Regions from separate parts of the Sus scrofa genome. Here all the other regions are linked to region 1. The links are chromatin contacts, called in public Hi-C, HiChIP or PLAC-seq and promoter capture Hi-C maps. All regions are on one chromosome and are shown on one strand. Each heading gives the region's core, a stretch centred on a gene start, on an enhancer-like site or on the middle of the called end of the contact. The rest is flanking DNA. Distances are from core to core; before and after follow the strand shown. Region 1 holds the start of SPRY2 (protein sprouty homolog 2). Region 2 holds the start of NDFIP2 (NEDD4 family-interacting protein 2). Region 3 holds the start of RBM26 (RNA-binding protein 26). Region 4 overlaps NDFIP2 (NEDD4 family-interacting protein 2).

Region 1 (4,490 bases), core at 1,112-3,611:
CAAAGCAGCCATTGGGTGCAGGGGTGTGAGGAAGCCAAGAGAAGTTTTCTTTCACGTGTTCTGCCAGACTCAGGCAGCGTGTTCCCGCCAGCCTTGCACACCCTGGCTTTGGCCTCCAACTCCGTCCGCTCACTAAAAACTGGGGTTCCTCTGCCCCTGGGTGCCTCACCTCATATTCAAACGGAATGTGTCGAGGAGATGGTAAGGAAAGCCACCTGCCGTTGCACTTACATTATAAATGTCTTTTTATTCACTGGGAAACAGCCGGCCCTGGGTACATCTTGGAAAGCAACTCCGCCGGCCCTCGTCCAGTCCTGGGGAAGAAAGCAGCTCCAGCCCCGCGCCGGGCGGGCGCCCCCTGGTGGCCGGACGGGCTGGGAGCGCAGCGGCGCCTGCGCTCCTCCGAGGCTCGAAAGACTCCAGTGTTGGGAGAGCGGCCCGGGCTGGGGAGCCCGGGTCGGGTCGTCCAGTGTCTGCAGCCCCCTCGGGCGCCGCTGAGCAGGCGGATGTAGCCCTGTCCACCCTCGCCGGAGGGGTGGCGTGGGGCGGGGGGGGGGGGACGTAGGCCAGCGCCCGGAAATAACGCGTGCCACTTCCCTTGCCACCTCTGGTTCCAAACCCCGGTTGACGAGGGAGAGCGCTGGAGAAACATGGAGAAGGCAGGCCGAGAGCATAGCGCGGCCGGGAACGCGCCGGGACGTTCTAGAACGAGAGCCTGGGAGAAGGCAGCGAGTGCCAGGGTAGCTGTAAACGGATGTGGGATGGAGCCGGACCCGGGGAATCTAGCACCACGTTTTCCTAGCAGTGTTTCAAGAACTCTAACCCTCGCAGGTGCTCTTCGGGAGCTTTGACCGTACTTCCCTGTAAAGTAAAACCTTTCTGTAAATCATTAGAATCCAGTATTAGGAGTGGGTCGGGGAGGGAGGGGTGTTAACTCCCCACTGATGCTCCCACGTGCAACGTTTCTTAGTAAATGAACGGCAGTAGTAGGAGTGGGTCGAGGAGGGGGGGTGTTAACTCCCCACTGGTGCTCCCACGTGCAACCTTTCTTAGTAAATGAACGGCAGTCGGCACAGTGCTGATGTATGCATTTTCTCTCTTTGTATTATAATCTATTTTTTAAGTAGGAAAGTACAGACCACCTTCAAAAAGGACAATAGGATCTTCTTCGAGAAATGATCTACGTGACAAGGAGAGTTGGCAATGAAGGATGACTCTTCTTGGTTAAGTGGAGGAGGAAAGATGCAGTAAAACAGCGGGCCCCCCTCCCATTTCAGAAGCCAGCGATGTCGCCCTTAGTAATCGCGTCTGTGTGTATGACTGAATAAACTAATTGTAAAGAGGCCTAGATTGTAGCATTTCCTTCGGCTATAGCGTCAAACAAAACAGTAAGGAAGAGCTTCAAAAAAGCCTCCATCCGTAGCTCGCTCCCTCTTCAAAAATAAAGTCTAATGTTAAACGAAAAACTACAAATCGACGTAATCAAAAGCAAATCCCGGCAAGAGCAGAAGGTACTTGAAACACGAATCTGCATTCCGTTCCTCCCGTACGCGGCTCTGAGGTGGGGGAGGCGGTTTGTGCTGGTGCCTGGTGTATAATCGGGTTAATCCAGTAGACAAAGAATAAACCAATAGCCCTCCCACCTCACTTCCCTCTCCCCTTCCCCTCCCCCTTCTTCTCTCCCCGTCGCCCCCTCGAGGGGGAACAGAAAAGGGGAGAGGTGGGCTTGCAATGGATTCCGCATAAAGTCGCAAAACCTGCAACTTGCTGTTTTTAATGCTAACGCTGCCTGGCCCGGATTCGTTTTTAAGGTTCATTCCCTTTTCCTAGTGGCGGGGAGAAAGTTCCCCAAATCAGCGGGAGCCACGGCTCGTCCTCGTGGCCTCTGGGGAAACCTTAAGGTCAGTGTTTCCTTGAAACTAGATAAACTGACCCCGCCGTGCCCAGCCCGGCCCCGCGGGCACCCCGCGTGACGGCGCCGGGGCGGTAGGACCGGCCTGGGGACGCGCGGGGCGGCGTGGTTGCCCTTTTGAATGCCTCCAGCGGCTCGGAGCGCTGGCGGGCGCTGGAGTGTGAGTGAATGTAGCCCCGCGGAGCCAATGAGCTGGGACCGGATGCGATATATCCTCTGGGACAACAACTGCTCTGTTCCGCCTCGGATCCACATGACGCCATTTACTGCTGCCGCGGCCGCCGCAGAGCTCCCTGCCTCCTCCGGAAAGGCTAGGGCGCAGGCCAACAACGAGCCCCCCCGGTCAGGCCCCAGACCCTCCGCCTCCTCCTCCTCCTCCTTCTCCTCCGCCTCCTTCGCACCCACCACCCCGCCTCGGCCTCGCCGCCGCGCCTCCACAACGCCCAGTCTGCACTGCCGAGAGCTGCGCGCCGCAGCGCGAGCGGAGGAGAGGGGCCGGCGGAGCGCGCAGCGCCCAGGCCCCCGCGCCCGCCCGGCCCGGCCCGCCGCCCCGCGTCCCCGCGCCGCCTCCGCTCCGACGCGGACGCGGCTGCAGGACTTGACCATCTGGCTTTAGGTTCTCTGTAAGGCCTCTTTTCTCATTCGTTCATCTGCCAGGAAAAGACAAGCCGTTGGCGCTTCGGCCTCCAGTTCATTGAGAAAAAAAGAGGAAATACTCCGCGTGCGCTTCCAGAAGGGGGGTCGCCTCCAGCCCCGAACCCCGCAGTGTTCATCGGCTGGGGACTTGGCTCCGGATTTCCTCTCCTTTTCTTGTCCCGCCGGTTGCTCGGAAGTTGGACGGAAGCAGAGTTTGGAAGGAAAGGGGAAAAAGTTTGCATCGGGGCTGGATTTATTTGCACATCGCAGGAAGAAGAGAATCCAACGGAGAGGGGTTGGTGCAAAGCCGAGATCACGGTGAGGCGCGTTTGGCTGGCTCTTCCCCTCCTGGCGCCGTGGCCGGCGCATTGTGGGCAACATGGAGTAGGTGCAGCCGGACCAGGAGTGGGGTCTGTCTCTCCTCCGGCCTCCCTTTTTCTAACTCCACAGGTTCCCCGCAGGGATCCCCGGAGCTGCCCGCTGATCTGGCTCGCCTGGGGCTCGGCCTGCCCCGGCGGGGGCTGCAGTGCGCGGCTGGCACGGGGTCCCTGGACCCACCGCCCTAAGCGCCCGCGCCCTGGGGGGGTTGGGGTGGCCGACTGCTCGCCGGGAGTCGGCTCCGGGCGGTGCACTGGCCGCGAATTGGGCGCTGAGAGCGGGAGGGAGAGGGAAAGCACTTTGTGTTTTCCAGGTCGCTGTTGCAGGCGCCCGCATTTCTAACCTGTTCCTCTTCGGGGAAAGCGAGTCCTGGGAGAGGCTGTCTCAGGGCAGGGACGCCGGCGGGACCGAGGGCTCGCCTCACGGGGGCAGCGAGACCCCGCGGGTGAAAAAGGGACAGGGTGCCGGGTTGGGAGGGGGTTCTCTGCGCGGTGTGGACAGAGGCGAGCAGAGGGCGGGTGGGAGCGTCGCCCAGCGTGGCGCCGCGTCTCTGCGGTTCGGAAGTGCAGCTCTCTCTTTTTTCCGTTCGCCGTGGTCTGCCTGGGTCACGCTTTTTTTATTTTTGGAAGATTGGGCTGACCCAGCAGAGGAAGAAAGTCCTAAAACAGTCGCGAGCGTTTTCCATTCCCTGAAAAGAGGTATTAAAAGAGGCTAGCTATTTTTTTTCCCCTTTCCTTTGATGAGTTGATCAACTTTGTTGTTGCTGCTATTTTTTAATTTGGAATCTTGTGCGTTTTTACAAAGCGGTCACTGTGTCGGCTCGCCCCACCCTTGTGCTGAAGTCTTTTCTCCCTAATCCTAAATCTAATCACACACTGTTCTTAATGGGGGTTTCAAAGCTCTTTCAAAAGCGGGGGGCGGTGAGGGAGGCGGGGGTCTGTGAAGGAGGCCAGGGATCAGGAAAATCAGTTTGGTAAATATCCCCAAAGATGCTACTTTCCCCCTCAAACAAATCTGCGCGGAAAGTTTCCAGCCTAGGGATCTGGGTCTTGCATGCCCGGGGGTGGGGGGGTGCAGTGGGTTCCTGGAAAATGTCTTCTTTTTTAAAGCAATTTTTCTTTGACTCTAAGAAACATATTCATATGTGACTATGTGTGTATATTTTTAATACATGGGTATTTGCAGATTGCAGGCACTGCCCCTTCGGTCAGCGCAGGTAGAGTCGCCCGTGGTGCTAGGATTAGACCTCGGTATCCTGGCTGTGTGTCCAAGGCACGGCTTTCTACCTCGCAGTGCGGGTCTGGAAACCGGTGCCCGAAGGTCGAGGGCTTTGGAGGGAACGTCCTGCCATGGGCTGCGTGACCTCCGCCGGAGGGTGGAGCGGCTCCCACATAAAGCTGCCAGGCAGTTCTCTGGGGTGGGGGAGATTCTGGCAGCGGAGGAAAGGAGGGGGAAGCGTGCCCTAGCATTTCAGGGCACTCCCCTTCCGAGGCGCGGGGGGGTGGGGTGGGCAGCTTAGCCCCGGGGCTCCGAATGTGACCCACCTGCTGGGGACGGTGTTGGG
Region 2 (4,240 bases), core at 428-2,927, 660 kb after region 1:
AAATGCACTTATTAATAGAAATTCTTAATTCACAAGTCTCACCCTACACAAATAGATTCAAAATGTGAAATCTGCACCAACCTACCCACATTTGTAAATTTCACAAATAGTTCTATTAACTGCACCATCAGTGCTCCATACCAACGTTTTTCTCCTCTCCCTCAGTAAATAGGTTTAATTAACACCTCAAAGTTTACAGTAATATGCTACCTAGCTGCAAGGAAATGATCAACTATTGCTGAGTTCATTTTTTAAATAAGGCTTACAGTAGGAATCTCCAATGACACCACCAGAATATTAGAGAAAAAAATACATTAGAAAAACTGACATGGAAAAATATAGAGGGACACTTTTCACTCATTTCGACATACAAAGATTTATATGGTCAAACTGGAAAACCTGATATTTAAGGAAAATAACTTTTCAAACAAGACCAGCATTTTTTTTCCTAGTAAAATTTCATTGCCTCTCCTGCTAATTTAAAAAAAAAAAAAAGTGATAAGAGAAAAATAGTCACCCTTAATTCTAATAAAACAGAAAAGGACAAAACCACAACGTTAACTAGAGCTGAGAAACAAGATCAGACCCACGACTATTCTTCACAGTTCGCACAACTTTTAAACCCAAGTTTTCGACCAAATTCACATCCCACCCGACGTAGGGCTTACATCTCCCTCCTCCCCTCCGCCCCCATCTATGACGGCGATCACCTCCCCAGCAGGTATGTGAACTCAACACCATTCCCAGTATACAATCCACTGGAATATCTCTGAAGTGACTGGGTCAGGGCATAATGAAATGATCGAGAAAGTGGGAAATAAAACAGACCTAAGTTTCAAAGGAAGGGTTGGGGGTGTCTTAGCAGCGGGTTATAGGGCGCGAGTGAAGGATGGGGAGCTCAAAGGAGACTTGAGTCGAGACAGAAGGGTCTCAAAGGAGCCACAGGCAGGCTCCATCCAGGAGGTGTGAAAGAAGCAGGGTCCTGCCAGAAGAGCCAAACATAAACTAGCGAGCACTTCCCCTTCGGGAATACCTCGAGGAAAGGGACTCTGGGGGCCACGGCGGGGGTGCGATGCCCGGGGTCCCCGGCGGCGCAGGAGGCCGGGGCTGGGGCCAGGAACTCACCACCTGGTAGCGACCAGTCCCAGGCTGGTGATGATCCATCCTGCCCGGCTCGGGATCCGGCTTCCGAGCGGGCGAGTCCCCTCGGCGCTCAGCACTCTCGGTCACCCGGGTCGACGACGTCGTCGCCGCAGCGACTCTTCCGCCTCTGTTTCTGCCGCCGAGGCCGCCCGGCCCGGCCGCCTCACTTCCCGTCGCTGCCGCAGAAGCCGCGGAAGCCTCCGAGTCGGCCGCAGCTCCGGGGAGAAGCTCCGGGGCGCCGCGCGCGCTACTGGGCATGCTCGGGATGGTCGCGCATGCTCGCTGGGGCCTCCGGCGTCCCATCCGCGTCGCGAATGGGGGGGTTTGACTAGGTGGGAGGAGAGGGAAAAGTCAGGCAAGTTCGGGGGAGCAATCTAGGCTGTCAGCCTGTCGGGAGTGGGCGGTGGCAAAAGGAGAGGGAAAAAAAAAAATCACCGTCCTTGATTGGTCTTCTCTATTGGACGAGTTTCACGCAGGCACAATCACACCGCACAGACACATATCAACAGAGGGGACGCCTTCCTAAAACACCTGAGGACAGGTCACCCTGTTACCCAGCACTTCCTCATATTACTTACCCAGCCTCGGACATTCCTAAAATGCTTATTCAAAATGATGAGTGAGATAAGGGATATCTTTAAAGTTGTTTTGTTTGTCCCCTTCCTGGTAATAAGAGATTTAAGAATCCAACGGGAACTCTTCAGCCATACACTCCTATTTCTCGCCAAGGAAAGAGGCCTCTAGAGCACTAGGTTACTGGAAGGGTACAAGAAAATAATGAAATGATGTAGGACTATTTTGTGGTCGTATTCTCGTCAATAATTCCGAAGGGTTTAACAGTAAGGAATCACTTTGTGTGCAGCATTGTAAGACAATCTCAGTATCTGGTTAATTACACATGACCTACTATGTGTAAGTATCTGCCACAGGGCACAAAACATGTTTCTCTAGCAAGTACAAGTATGATGGGGCAGCATAAAACACGCTTTAACACAAGGACCTACTTTCTAGATACTCTGATAACCAAGATCCCACATGACCTGGCTCAGCTTTTTTACTTGACTTCACTCCTGAATCACCAGAGGAGATTACTTAAGAAGACTACTGCATAGCCCTGATCACCTAGTTAAAATAACAAAAATACAGTAAAGAGAGAAACTCATCGAGAGATCGATCGATCACCAACTGGAAAGTGTAAGCCTTTCTGATGGTGTTTTTCAAAGCATTGATCAGGTTCCTCATATTTTTGCCATCTTGCTTCATCCAGTGGTAGAAAGTTTTAATAGGCTAATAAGGGAGTTCCCACAGTGACTCAGCAGAAACAAATCTGACTAGCATCTATGAGGACGCAGGTTCAATCCCTGTCCTCGCTCAGTGGGTTAAAGATCCCTCATTGTCGCTAGCTGTGTTATAGGTGGCAGACACGACTCGGATCTGGTGTTGCTGTGACTGTGGCTGTGGCCAGCGACTATAGCTCCTATTCAACCCCTAGGCTGGGAAGCTTCATATGCTGTGGGTGTGGCCCTAAAAAAGACCAAAAAAAAAAAAAAAAAAGCTAACAAAAATGAAACAATGATATGTCACAAAGTTTTTAAGTTTTCTTTTGATCTAATGATGTATTTTAGATTCTAAGAAAATAACATGACATTTTATTGTGTTATTGTACAAGAGCTCACCTTCACAGTTTCACACCAAATGCTATCACCTTTCAATGATCAAAACAACCACCAGTGTCAGCAAAATGAAATTAGATCCCTACATCACTTGTGATCTATACTGTTCATTTAGAACTTAAAATTTTATATGCAGTTGTACTTTCATTAATCATTCATATGTCCATTTGATTTTCAAATAGACTGCAGCTCAGGACAGAGGCCATTTTTTTACACCTAACACACCCAGAAGAGTAATGAGCAAACCAAAGGCCTGACCAAAAGTAGACATCCTGACTCTTGTTAGAGTAACGAATTATTTCAATTTTAGTCTCCTCTCAAGTTTGTGAATGTTTTGCCAATCTAAAGAGCAGGTGACAAAATTCAACAGGAAAAGTTAAAAAAACCCTTTCCATGAGGACGAAGATTCAATCCCTGACCTCACTCAGTGGGTTAAAGATCCCTCATTGTCGCTAGGTGTGGTATAGATTGCAGAAATGGCTTGGATCTGGTGTTGCTATGGCTATGGTGTAGGCCAGTGGCTACAGCTCCAATTAGACCCCTAGCTTGGGAATTTCCATATGCCACAAATGTGGCCGTAAAAAGACAAAAAAAAAAAAAAAAAAGGAGCAAGCAAATGAATAGGCACTTCATGAAAAAGAAAAAAATAATGTACAATAACCATACGAAAATATATTCGAATTCAGTAGAAATAAAAGGAAAGCAAAATGACTGAGATACAATTTTACTTCCACCAGACTAGCAAAAACTAGTCTCTCAATACGAAATATTTGCAGGGATGAAAAAATCAGAACTCATTCACCGTTGACAGTGAGATGATATTGGTACAACTGTTCTGAACAACAAGCTGACAGTACTGAAATAAAATCAAAGATCCACACAAAAAAGAAAAGACCTTCCTCATTATCCCCCTAAACAGCCCATTCTGAGCTCCTTTTGCCCATTTCACAACTGAGCCACTATGACCTATAATGGACTGTCACAAGCAGAGGCCCTGAATTGTCCCACTAGGAGTGACTTATTTGGGATGAAATGGGGGTAATGATATTCTTATCATTTTAGAGGACTTAAGCAACATTTGCTATTTTCAACCTTTAATCTCTTTCAGTGGCAACAAGTCTAGTGTAACTGGTGGCCATATACTACTATAAATACAGGTGGAATCTTAGAATTACAGCACCTCTTGTTCTGGCCTAATCAATATCCATCTCCAAGTACACAGCCACCAAAAATTTTACAAATGCCACACTGCAGGACTGAGGCAGATACAGAGATAAGATGTCTGCGTTCCTTGTCAAGAAAGCACACCTTGCCTAGCTGCCATCCAGCTGTGAGTTTTGTTGGGGTTTCCTTCAGCTTTCAACCTTGAGGTCCTGCTGTTTTCAGGGTAGAAACCTGTTACTGACAAACAAGGCAGTGGTACA
Region 3 (4,631 bases), core at 1,112-3,611, 740 kb after region 1:
TGTAGGTCTATTGGGAGACATATCATTGTGACTTGCCCATCGAAAATATTTTCCCTGCCTCTACTTCTTTGGTTTTAAAATGATGTACATATCCTTCAACAAACATTTTTGAGTTCCAGGAAATACAAAGAGGAATAAGCTTGAGTCTCAGTCCTTAAAAACCTCATAATATAGTTAGGGAGAGAGATGAAAATACTAAGTAAGATGTTTTAACTCCTATTCTACAGGTAAGAACCAAGAGGCAACTGCCTTTGCCCAGGGCAGCTGGTATTTGAGCAATCAGAAAGTCATTCTGGGCAAAAGGAACAGCACTAACAAAGTCATAGGGCTCTGAAAGAGCATGGTTTGTTGCAAAATGTTAAGCAGGTAACCTAATACTGGCCATTCTGAAATGTTACTGAACAGAGAAAGTAGTCTCTAGTTTTTTTTTTTTTTTTTTTTTTTTTTTTTGTTGTTGTTGTTGTTTTTGTCTTTTTTCAGCCGCACTGCTTATCACACTAAGCATCACCTTTGAAGACAAAGTCAAAGAATATGAAGCACTGAAGCGATGAGGGATAAACATTAACAACTAAGAAAGAAAAGGATGCTAGGAAGCACTGATGACTAGTCGTGGAGTGATAACAAGCACAGTAACTTAGGATTTAGAGGAGGAAGAGATTGCTATCAGCTGCATAGTTCAGGAAAGATTTTAAGAAAGTGGTAGGGCTTCATTTGATCTTACAAAAACTTGAGAATTGAAAACTGACTGTATAATCCAGGACTGTGCATGGAGCTGGAGATTTAAAACCAGGTCTATCAACTAATGAACAGATAAGCAGATAATTGGAAAAATAAAGCAACAAGTGTTATAATAGATGCATGCACAGACTGATGTGATAAAACCTCAGGAGGACTCTTGCTTTAGAGCAGGGAGGTTAAGGATGGACTTCTAAAGGTGATGCTACCTGCACTGAATTTTTTTTTTTTTTTTTGTCTTTGGTCTTTTTGTTGTTGTTGTTGTTGTTGCTATTTCTTGGGCGCTCCCGCGGCATATGGAGCTTCCCAGGCTAGGGGTCGAATCGGAGCTGTAGCCACCGGCCTACGCCAGAGCCACAGCAACGCGGGATCCGAGCCGCGTCTGCAACCTACACCACAGCTCACGGCAACGCCGGATCGTTAACCCACTGAGCAAGGCCAGGGATCGAACCCGCAACCTCATGGTTCCTAGTCGGATTCGTTAACCACTGCGCCACGACGGGAACTCCCCTGCACTGAATTTTGATGGATGAGTAGGGTTTCATCAAGTGCAAGGGAGGGAAACATTTTGCAATGGCTCACTTTAGTGAGAGAACACATCTTTTTCAAAGGACATGAAATAGTTCAGGATGGCTGAAGCAAAGGCTGAAAGGCAGTGAAAGAAGGTTCTAAGGCAAATAGGAAGGGTTTGATTATAAACAGGCATTTTATAGGTGTTAAAGAATTTAGATGTTTATTCTGAAGCCAATGTGGAAGTTAAAGATTTTAAACACGGAGGTGACATGATCATGAGATCCAAGTTTTACAATGATTGTTATTAAAGGCAATGATGATAAAGGCAATTGAAGATGAGCTGATATGGGGGCAGCTAAAAGGTAGAGAAACTGAAAGGCTGTTACTATCTTTGGGGTGGGGAAGGTGGCTTCAAAAGTAGCAGTGGTACTGAGAGAAAAGGATAGGCAAGGCTTGAGTAGTTAAAGAAGTGGAAGTATTCCCTATGGAAATGATGTGAATAAATGGGGTGTTGAGAGCCAATCAGTTTATAGGGAGTATATAGCATTTGATACAAGAGCAATGACTAGCTTGAGTGGAGAGCCAGACCTAACCAATAGTTGGTGATGAGGCTGAAAACACTGATGGAGTCAGCCTGTGGCGAGGCTATTAAACAGGGTAAACAATTAGGATTTTACATTTTCCCCAGCAATATTAAATTTATAAATCATTTTTTATTGTGGCAAAATACAAAAAAAAGAACCACTTTATCCATTTAAAGTGTACAGTACACAACACTCACATTGTTGCACAACCATTAACACTGCCTACCTCTAGAACTTTTTCATCTTCCTAAAGTGGGATTCTTGGAGCTCCATCGTGGCTCAGTGATTAGTGAATCCGACTAGGAACCATGAGGTTGCCGGTTCGATCTCTGGCCTTGCTCAGTGGGTTAAGGATCTGGCGTTGCTGTGAGCTGTGGTGTAGGCTGCAGACGCGGCCCAGAACCCGCGTTGCTGTGGCTCAGGGGTAGGCAGGTGGCTACAGCTCTGATTCGACCCCTAGCCTGGGAACCTCCATATGCCACAGGAGCGGCCCAAGAAATGGCAAAAAGACAAAACAAACAAACTAAACTGGGATTCTTTACTCATTAAAAAATACCTCCTCATTCTGCCCTACGCTCTTGACCATGGCAACTAACATTCTATTTTTCTTTCTCTAGTGGTAGGGCAACTCTAGGTAACTCACGTAAGTAGAAACACAGACTAGTTGCCTTTCTGTGTCCAGCTTATTTCATTTAGCTAAATCACTTTAATAAACACCCTGGTTATTCAGTAGCTGTTTTCTAATTTGCATACTACTTTATATGCTATATTTTATAACAAATGTCCAGCTTTTCTTATTTGACCAAATCTTTTCCACTTAAGGACACGTCACTCTAGCAAATTGTAAACTCAGAGATCTTAATGACAATTTAGTCTACCACTATGCTTGCCATAAGGAGCTTTTTATTGGTCTGCTTACTTTTAAGTGTCTTTATAATGTGAATTATTTTCATTTCATTATAGTTTATGGGCGCTAGACCTTTTGCAAAATTCTACCTAGTACCTTAATGGTACTAGGCAGTTAATAACAGCAAACAGAACAACTGAGGCAGGAATTAAACTTATTTGGCCAGCCAGGAGAAAGGAAGTTAATGGATTTAGGATGCTGATATGAAGGCTCTCTCTTGATACTACGTACTTTCCCTATCGATAGAGCTGAATTGACTTTAAATTGGAGAGAACTGAAAACATAGACACTTCTCTTATTTCTAGCTGGGGAAAAGTCTGAAAGTTTCAGATGGTTGGAAACTACTTGAGAAACTGTCAAGGGCTAGGGGAATCCCTGGATCATTAGTGCTCTGCCCATAAGTAGAGCAATTCTGGACAAGACACTAATCCTCTGAAGATCTCAGTGCGTTAGATTAGACCAGCTCGTTCTTCCCAATCTTGTCCACATCACAGCGCAGCACACCTGTAACCCCCCGGTGGTCGCCGTCCCGGCATATCCTTGTGGACGCTCTCAAGGGAGCCCTCCCATCCACACGTTCCTTCCAGCTGACGAGCCAGGCAGTCTGTTACTGAGGACAAGCTGGGGTTCCCGCTGCTTCTGACGTCAGCAGCCTTTCCTTCCTTGTAAAAACAAAACAAAACAAAACAAAACTCCAAAGTCTTTTTTCCTTAAGAGGAGCAAGGAATGAAAACCCTCAAGCCACGCAATTACGCAAAACTCGAACTACCGCACTTGCCCAGCACGCTCTCTGCGAATCTTACGTCTCTTCCCAGCAGGCTCCGGGAACCACCGCGAGACTTCATTAGTTCTCGCGAGACTTATCGGCAGCCATCTTCTTGGGGGTGCTGGGAGCCGGGAAGACCCCCCGAATCGTTCCCATTCAGCTGCCCTTCGTCTTCGTTTTCTTCACTTTTGCCTCTTCTGCATTGCCAGCAACACCCGGCCCCAAGGCTTGAGAGAACGCCCGGGTCTAGGCGCGTGTCGCGCTCTGGTCCAGGAAGATTCGCAGGGGTGGAGGGAAGGGGGAGGGCCCGGGCAAACCGTTGCTGCCTCAGCCGGGGCCAGGGTCCGGGGAGGGGGAGTTCCTGACACCCCGTGGACTCGCGGCCTGCGGCGGTCCCCGCGGAACTGTTCGCTGATCAGGGCTCGCGGGAACCTGCCACGGCGCCTCCCACCGCGGCCCACGCGGGCGGCGCGCGGAGGAGGGGGCGGGGGCAGCGGCGGCTGTAGCGGCCGCGACCTGGGCGGGCGGAGGAGTGTGACGGGCCTCGGGGCCGCTGTGGATGGTTTCTAAAATGATCATTGAAAACTTCGAGGCACTCAAGTCCTGGCTCAGCAAGACTCTCGAGCCCATGTGAGTACCCGAGGGCTGTTTCCTTGCAGGGATAGAAGTGGGAGATAGCTGAGCACACAGATCTGTGCAGTTTTCCAAGTGCCTACCGTGGAGGCCGAAGCGGTGAACGAAGGTCCCAGGGCTCTGTGTTTTCTCCTCCCCTTAACCCTCGTGCCCAGGTTCCTGGAGCTTGAGTTGACCTTTACCTTATCACTGAGTTGGTCCTTGAACCGACCGACTTCTCTTCCTCTTGTTTTCCCGTTATTTTTAAACCGACCCCAGTCTAACACACAATTCGTATTTGCCAGGGACCCCCAAATCGGTTTCCTTTAGTGAATCCTAGCATAATCTCTTGTCCACAGGCTGTTTTACTTTGTTTCTTTAAATGAAGTGAGTAGCCCTTATTAGGGATTAGGACAGTTCTCGTCTAAGCTACTCAGGTTTTACCTAAATAAAACCCCTGAAAGAAAGGCCGTGTCTCCCATGTGCTGTCTGGCTCATAAGCGCCTCTTAACTG
Region 4 (4,412 bases), core at 1,525-4,024, 610 kb after region 1:
GCATAAAATTTAAGCAGCCAAATCACAAAGCATACAATTTATTTATACTGAGCCACAGCAACCTTGAAACCTTCTGCACTTAAACATACATCCAGAAGGTAGGTGTTCCAGTATGCATATTGCTTATGCAGTTCAAACACTTTAAAACTTTGGATCATTTACTTACAGATATGAAGTGTATAATATTTACCTTAAAAGCAATACAGAGAATGGAGCTATGAGATCTCTTCATGTGAACATTTACTAGCTGTGCAATAAATAAATGCCTTTACTATATACACAGCCTCCAGAGACTCACTGGATAACTAGTAAGACAACCTCTGCTCATTTCTTGTACCCACTTATTCAAGTTGTAGCCTTCACTGTTGATAGAAACTGGTACACATTAAGAAAATAATAATGGAACTCCTACTTTCTTCACAGAACTTTTTATTCCTTGATCCACTTTTTTTTTAAGATCAGGGCATGGCAAACTGCTTTTCAATCACAGATTTGGATTTTTTTTTTTTTTTAATCTACCAGGTATCTATGTGAATTTCACATTGTTTTATGCAAAATGCCCATAAAGTATAAGTGTTTTGTCATATTTTTTTTTTTTTTGAGTCTTCAAATGCTGTGCTGGTGGTTACTTCCTATACATCCTGTGGTCTGGTCAAGCTTTAAAAAGAAGTTTGAAAGTCTGATTTGAAGTTGTAGTTTACTCAGAGTATGTATATAGTCTTTTTCTTTCTTCTTTTTTTTTTTTTTTTTTTTTTTTTAGGGCTGCACCTACAACATCTGGAGCTTCCCAGGCTGGGGATGGAAGCAGAGCTGTAGTCGCCGGCCTATGCCACAGCCACAGACATGCCAGATCCAAGCCATGTCTGCAACCTACACCACAGCTCAGGGTAACACCAGATCCTTAACCCACTGAGTGAGGCCAGGGATTGAACCCACGTCCTCATGGATACTAGTCGGGTACGTTAACCACTGAGCCACGACGGGAACTTCTCAGAATATAATTTTAAAAATTAAAATGTCTGAAATTCAATTTTAAAAAATTAAGTTACCTTAAAAGTTTATAACTTCTTAAATTGCAATTGGAACTGTTAACAGTACAAAAATAAATATGCTAAATTTGAGCAGACAACATGGGTACACATTAAGCATTTAACATGCATCTGATGAATGAATACAAGGGGAATAAAGAGTTATTAATATTTCTTACCTCTATAATAAGAAGAAATATCTTGTTCTATGAGCAGCTGCCATACTTTCAGACATGTTTCTGACTTTCAGGTAATTAACAAATCCTCTGAAGAAAAGAAGCAGGCCTGAGAAGGTTGAAATAATAAAGACACATTACATTCTTAGAAAGAGGGCATGATAAATTTAAAAGACAATTATAAAAGAGATCCTCTTGGCCTAAGGAATTTAATCTGTAGAATTTCATTCATTCCATAATATATTTTACACTATAGTGATAACTCTTTTGTAAGGAAATATAATAAAATTTTATTGCCACTCCCAAATTATTTCAATTTGTTAAGCTTAGATTATCAAAAGTGAAGCAAATCCAGCCATGAAAATCCAAAATTACACAAAAATATACTTATTTAATTATTTCTTCAAATAGCAAAGCTACTTAGTGCATTTTAACTGATTCAACCCACAGAAATCCCATTTTTACACTAAACTTTTAAACTAATATAACTACTAAGCAGACTATGACATATTTACTAATAGGAAGTACTTAAAAGAGACCACATGTATGTAATTGCTAACAATTGTGGTATAAAACCAATAATAAGCCTGTTGAGAAGATCAAGTACCTGTCATGTGCGAAATCTGTGTTTAGATTATGTAAATATGTGCATGATATAAATGATTTTAATTTCTAGTTCCTGTTTTCAAGTAACAATAAAAGACTAATTTATAATAAAAATTAGGATAAGAAAAATCAGGAAAGAAGACTTGACAAGCAGCCTCTCTAGTGGTTTCTTAAATGACTTGAGATGGATCTTCTATCTATCTATCTCAGGTTCTCCTCTGCAAAATAGTATTTTTAAATGGCAACCATTTAAATCACAGGTATTAGCTAAGCATAAAAAGCATTACCATTCTTAGTAGAGTTAAGTCTTTAATATGCTTAAGCATACAATTCTAGGGACATATTTATTAACTCCAGTAAATTTTTAACCAGGTAATGGTGGTGGGGGTGGGGGAGCAGCGATGGGAGCAGAAAATATGTATACCACCAGGAGGAAGAATCTGTCAATTTGAAATGCAAAGTCTCAAACAAATTGGTACCCTAGGTCTAAGACAGTAATTGAAGCACTAAAATAAGAAGCATGGTTATAATAAATTAGAGAGGAAAGATAGATGAGACATACAAATAAGGACTTAAACAAGGAGTATGGATTTCAGCTAAATCCTGACCATCTGTTTCTCATATCCCAACTCTTTCCATTTGTGACTCCCATTCTGAATGCTGCCCTCATGCCCTTCCAGATGCTGTTCACAGTTAATGATATTGTGATCCAAACGTACAAGTATTATTGAAAAATGTAAACCCCAATTATTTGTGAAATCCTTTCTTTTGTCAATGAAGCTGCTGTTTTGAAGACATATTTTGTTCTGCTCAGGCATTTTTTAAAATAAGCCAATTTATATCTAGAAACCAGTCACTCTGTAGCTATACTGTTTCTTGGCACTTTATGAAGTGCACAGCATTCTTCTGAGTTTATGAGAAAGCACCATTTTCACCGTGGATTAAATTTTCACACTCTCCTAAGTGCTAGTATGGACGTGGGGCCATCCTCTGCATTGTACTCTATGCTACTCTGTCCCACTGTTATCCTCCTAAGAGTCCTCAATCCCCTAATAATATTTAGAAGCAAATATGTCATTCGATACACTTAAATACCTAATGGACTTTATACATGTTTTCACTTTTAAGTAAGTAACTCAATAACGAGCACAGAATCAATCAGAAAACAATGAACGATATTAAAAACTTGCTAAACTTTTGTACAAGATGGACTCTCAATAAAACCACAACATTAGAATAATTTCACTACAATCATTAGAGAAATCTAGGATCTTTAGTAACCTTAACAACCACCAAAATTTTGCTTCCCAAAAGATCCTAAAGATGCAACGCCAGGACTAAATAAAAACTCAGGGAGAACACTGCCACCTACTGAAATACTATTTTCTGGTAGAACTATGTTACTAGAGAAACATGGGCTCTTAAACCTAAATACAAACAAAATACATTCTTCATGTCAAATACATACGTTTGAAATGTGGATTAAAGGTATAAGGTAATTTTAAGATTAACTTAACAATCATATATCTACAGCGGAAAACAAGGGAACAAAAACTGGAAATCCACAAAATTCATCAATATTAATAAAAGACATTCTTTGTAAGAAGAAAACTCAACAGAAGTACTGTGATCATTAGGCATGAAGTTTTTCCTTATGTCTGGCTGATTAATGATTAATGCAGGGTTCATTTCAAAAAAATGTAAAGAATGTTTCGATGATCCAAAAATAAAAGAATGGATAGAATATGCAACTCTCAACATTTCCTATGGTCATTAAAAGAAAATTATCTATGTATATTTTCCAAAATAAATGCTGAAGTCAATTTTCTTTTTTTTTGCTTTTTAGGGCCACATTTGCAGCATATGGGGGCTCCCAGGCTAATCAGAGCTACAGCTGCCGGCCCACACCACAGCAACAGCAATGCCAGATCTTTCACCCACTGAGCAAGGCCAGGGATCGAATCCGCAACACCTCATGGTTCCTAGTTGGATTCAGTTCTGCTGCACCATGACAGGGAACTCCTGAAGTCAACTTTTTTTTTTTTTTTTTTTTTTTTTTTGTCTTTTTGCTATTTCTTTGGGCCGCTCCGGCGGCAAATGGAGGTTCCCAGGCTAGGGGTCGAATCGGGAACCGGCCTACGCCAGAGCCACAGCAACGCAGGATCCGAGCCGCGTCTGCAACCTACACCACAGCTCACGGCAACGCCGGATCATTAACCCACTGAGCAAGGGTAGGGACCGAACCCGCAACCTCATGGTTCCTAGTCGGATTCGTTAACCACTGAGCCACCACGGGAACTCCCCTCAGCTATTTTTTAAATTGTCTTAGGATTTTCAAGTTTTGTAGTATTATCATTCAACCACTGAGTCTTTTAAATTGATAGGCTCTGAATTTTAAGTTGGAAACCCGGAGTGTTATATAAAATCATCTGAATAGCTGAGATGATATGAGTGTTTGGACATGAGCATTTTGTAGTAGAAAAACTATTTCTCACAAATAACAACACAGTGTATTTACATTTCATAATTTTAGGAAATATCAAAACTGAACTAGATGCAAATTATTCATACTGAAATACATTAAGAATAAACTTACCAAGTA

Evidence for each region. Promoter capture Hi-C pulls out the DNA fragments that hold promoters and counts their contacts. A called contact is a pair of places that touch in the nucleus more often than the background predicts. HiChIP or PLAC-seq counts read pairs in DNA pulled down with a chosen protein or histone mark.
Region 2: a contact with region 1 is called in a promoter capture Hi-C map of liver, with 4 times the contacts expected there. The contact joins the promoter of NDFIP2 here to the promoter of SPRY2 in region 1. A contact is called at or near these places in 2 of 5 promoter capture datasets (fetal liver and liver), 1 of 47 Hi-C or Micro-C datasets (liver) and 1 of 2 datasets of contacts at active chromatin or transcription factors (alveolar macrophages).
Region 3: a contact with region 1 is called in an H3K27ac HiChIP or PLAC-seq map of skeletal muscle, with 2.9 times the contacts expected there. The contact joins the promoter of RBM26 here to the promoter of SPRY2 in region 1. A contact is called at or near these places in 1 of 5 promoter capture datasets (liver), 2 of 47 Hi-C or Micro-C datasets (epiblast stem cells and fetal skeletal muscle) and 2 of 2 datasets of contacts at active chromatin or transcription factors (alveolar macrophages and skeletal muscle).
Region 4: a Hi-C map of fetal skeletal muscle shows a contact between it and region 1, with 4 times the contacts expected there. The contact joins the enhancer-like site here to the promoter of SPRY2 in region 1. A contact is called at or near these places in 3 of 47 Hi-C or Micro-C datasets (fetal skeletal muscle, fibroblasts and retroperitoneal adipose tissue) and 1 of 2 datasets of contacts at active chromatin or transcription factors (alveolar macrophages).

The regions. Positions count from the first base shown.
Region 1 is chr11:52,156,637-52,161,126 of Sscrofa11.1, reverse strand. SPRY2 (protein sprouty homolog 2) reads left to right here and starts at 2,361. Exons shown (of 2, transcript XM_001927097.5): 1 at 2,361-2,866.
Region 2 is chr11:51,491,418-51,495,657 of Sscrofa11.1, reverse strand. NDFIP2 (NEDD4 family-interacting protein 2) reads right to left here and starts at 1,677. Exons shown (of 8, transcript XM_001926577.5): 1 at 1,126-1,677. The coding sequence starts at 1,446.
Region 3 is chr11:51,419,474-51,424,104 of Sscrofa11.1, reverse strand. RBM26 (RNA-binding protein 26) reads left to right here and starts at 2,361. Exons shown (of 22, transcript XM_013980610.2): 1 at 2,361-4,135. The coding sequence starts at 4,065.
Region 4 is chr11:51,551,588-51,555,999 of Sscrofa11.1, reverse strand. NDFIP2 (NEDD4 family-interacting protein 2) reads right to left here. Exons shown (of 8, transcript XM_001926577.5): 6 at 4,407-4,412; 7 at 1,208-1,313. The coding sequence ends at 1,210. Among named protein-coding and RNA genes, the nearest start is that of NDFIP2, 60 kb to the right of the region's middle. Within about 2 kb of position 2,774, at least 2 of the 83 cell types and tissues checked have an H3K27ac peak or open chromatin away from gene starts, as enhancers often do. A contact at or near this core is called in fetal skeletal muscle, where this site is marked.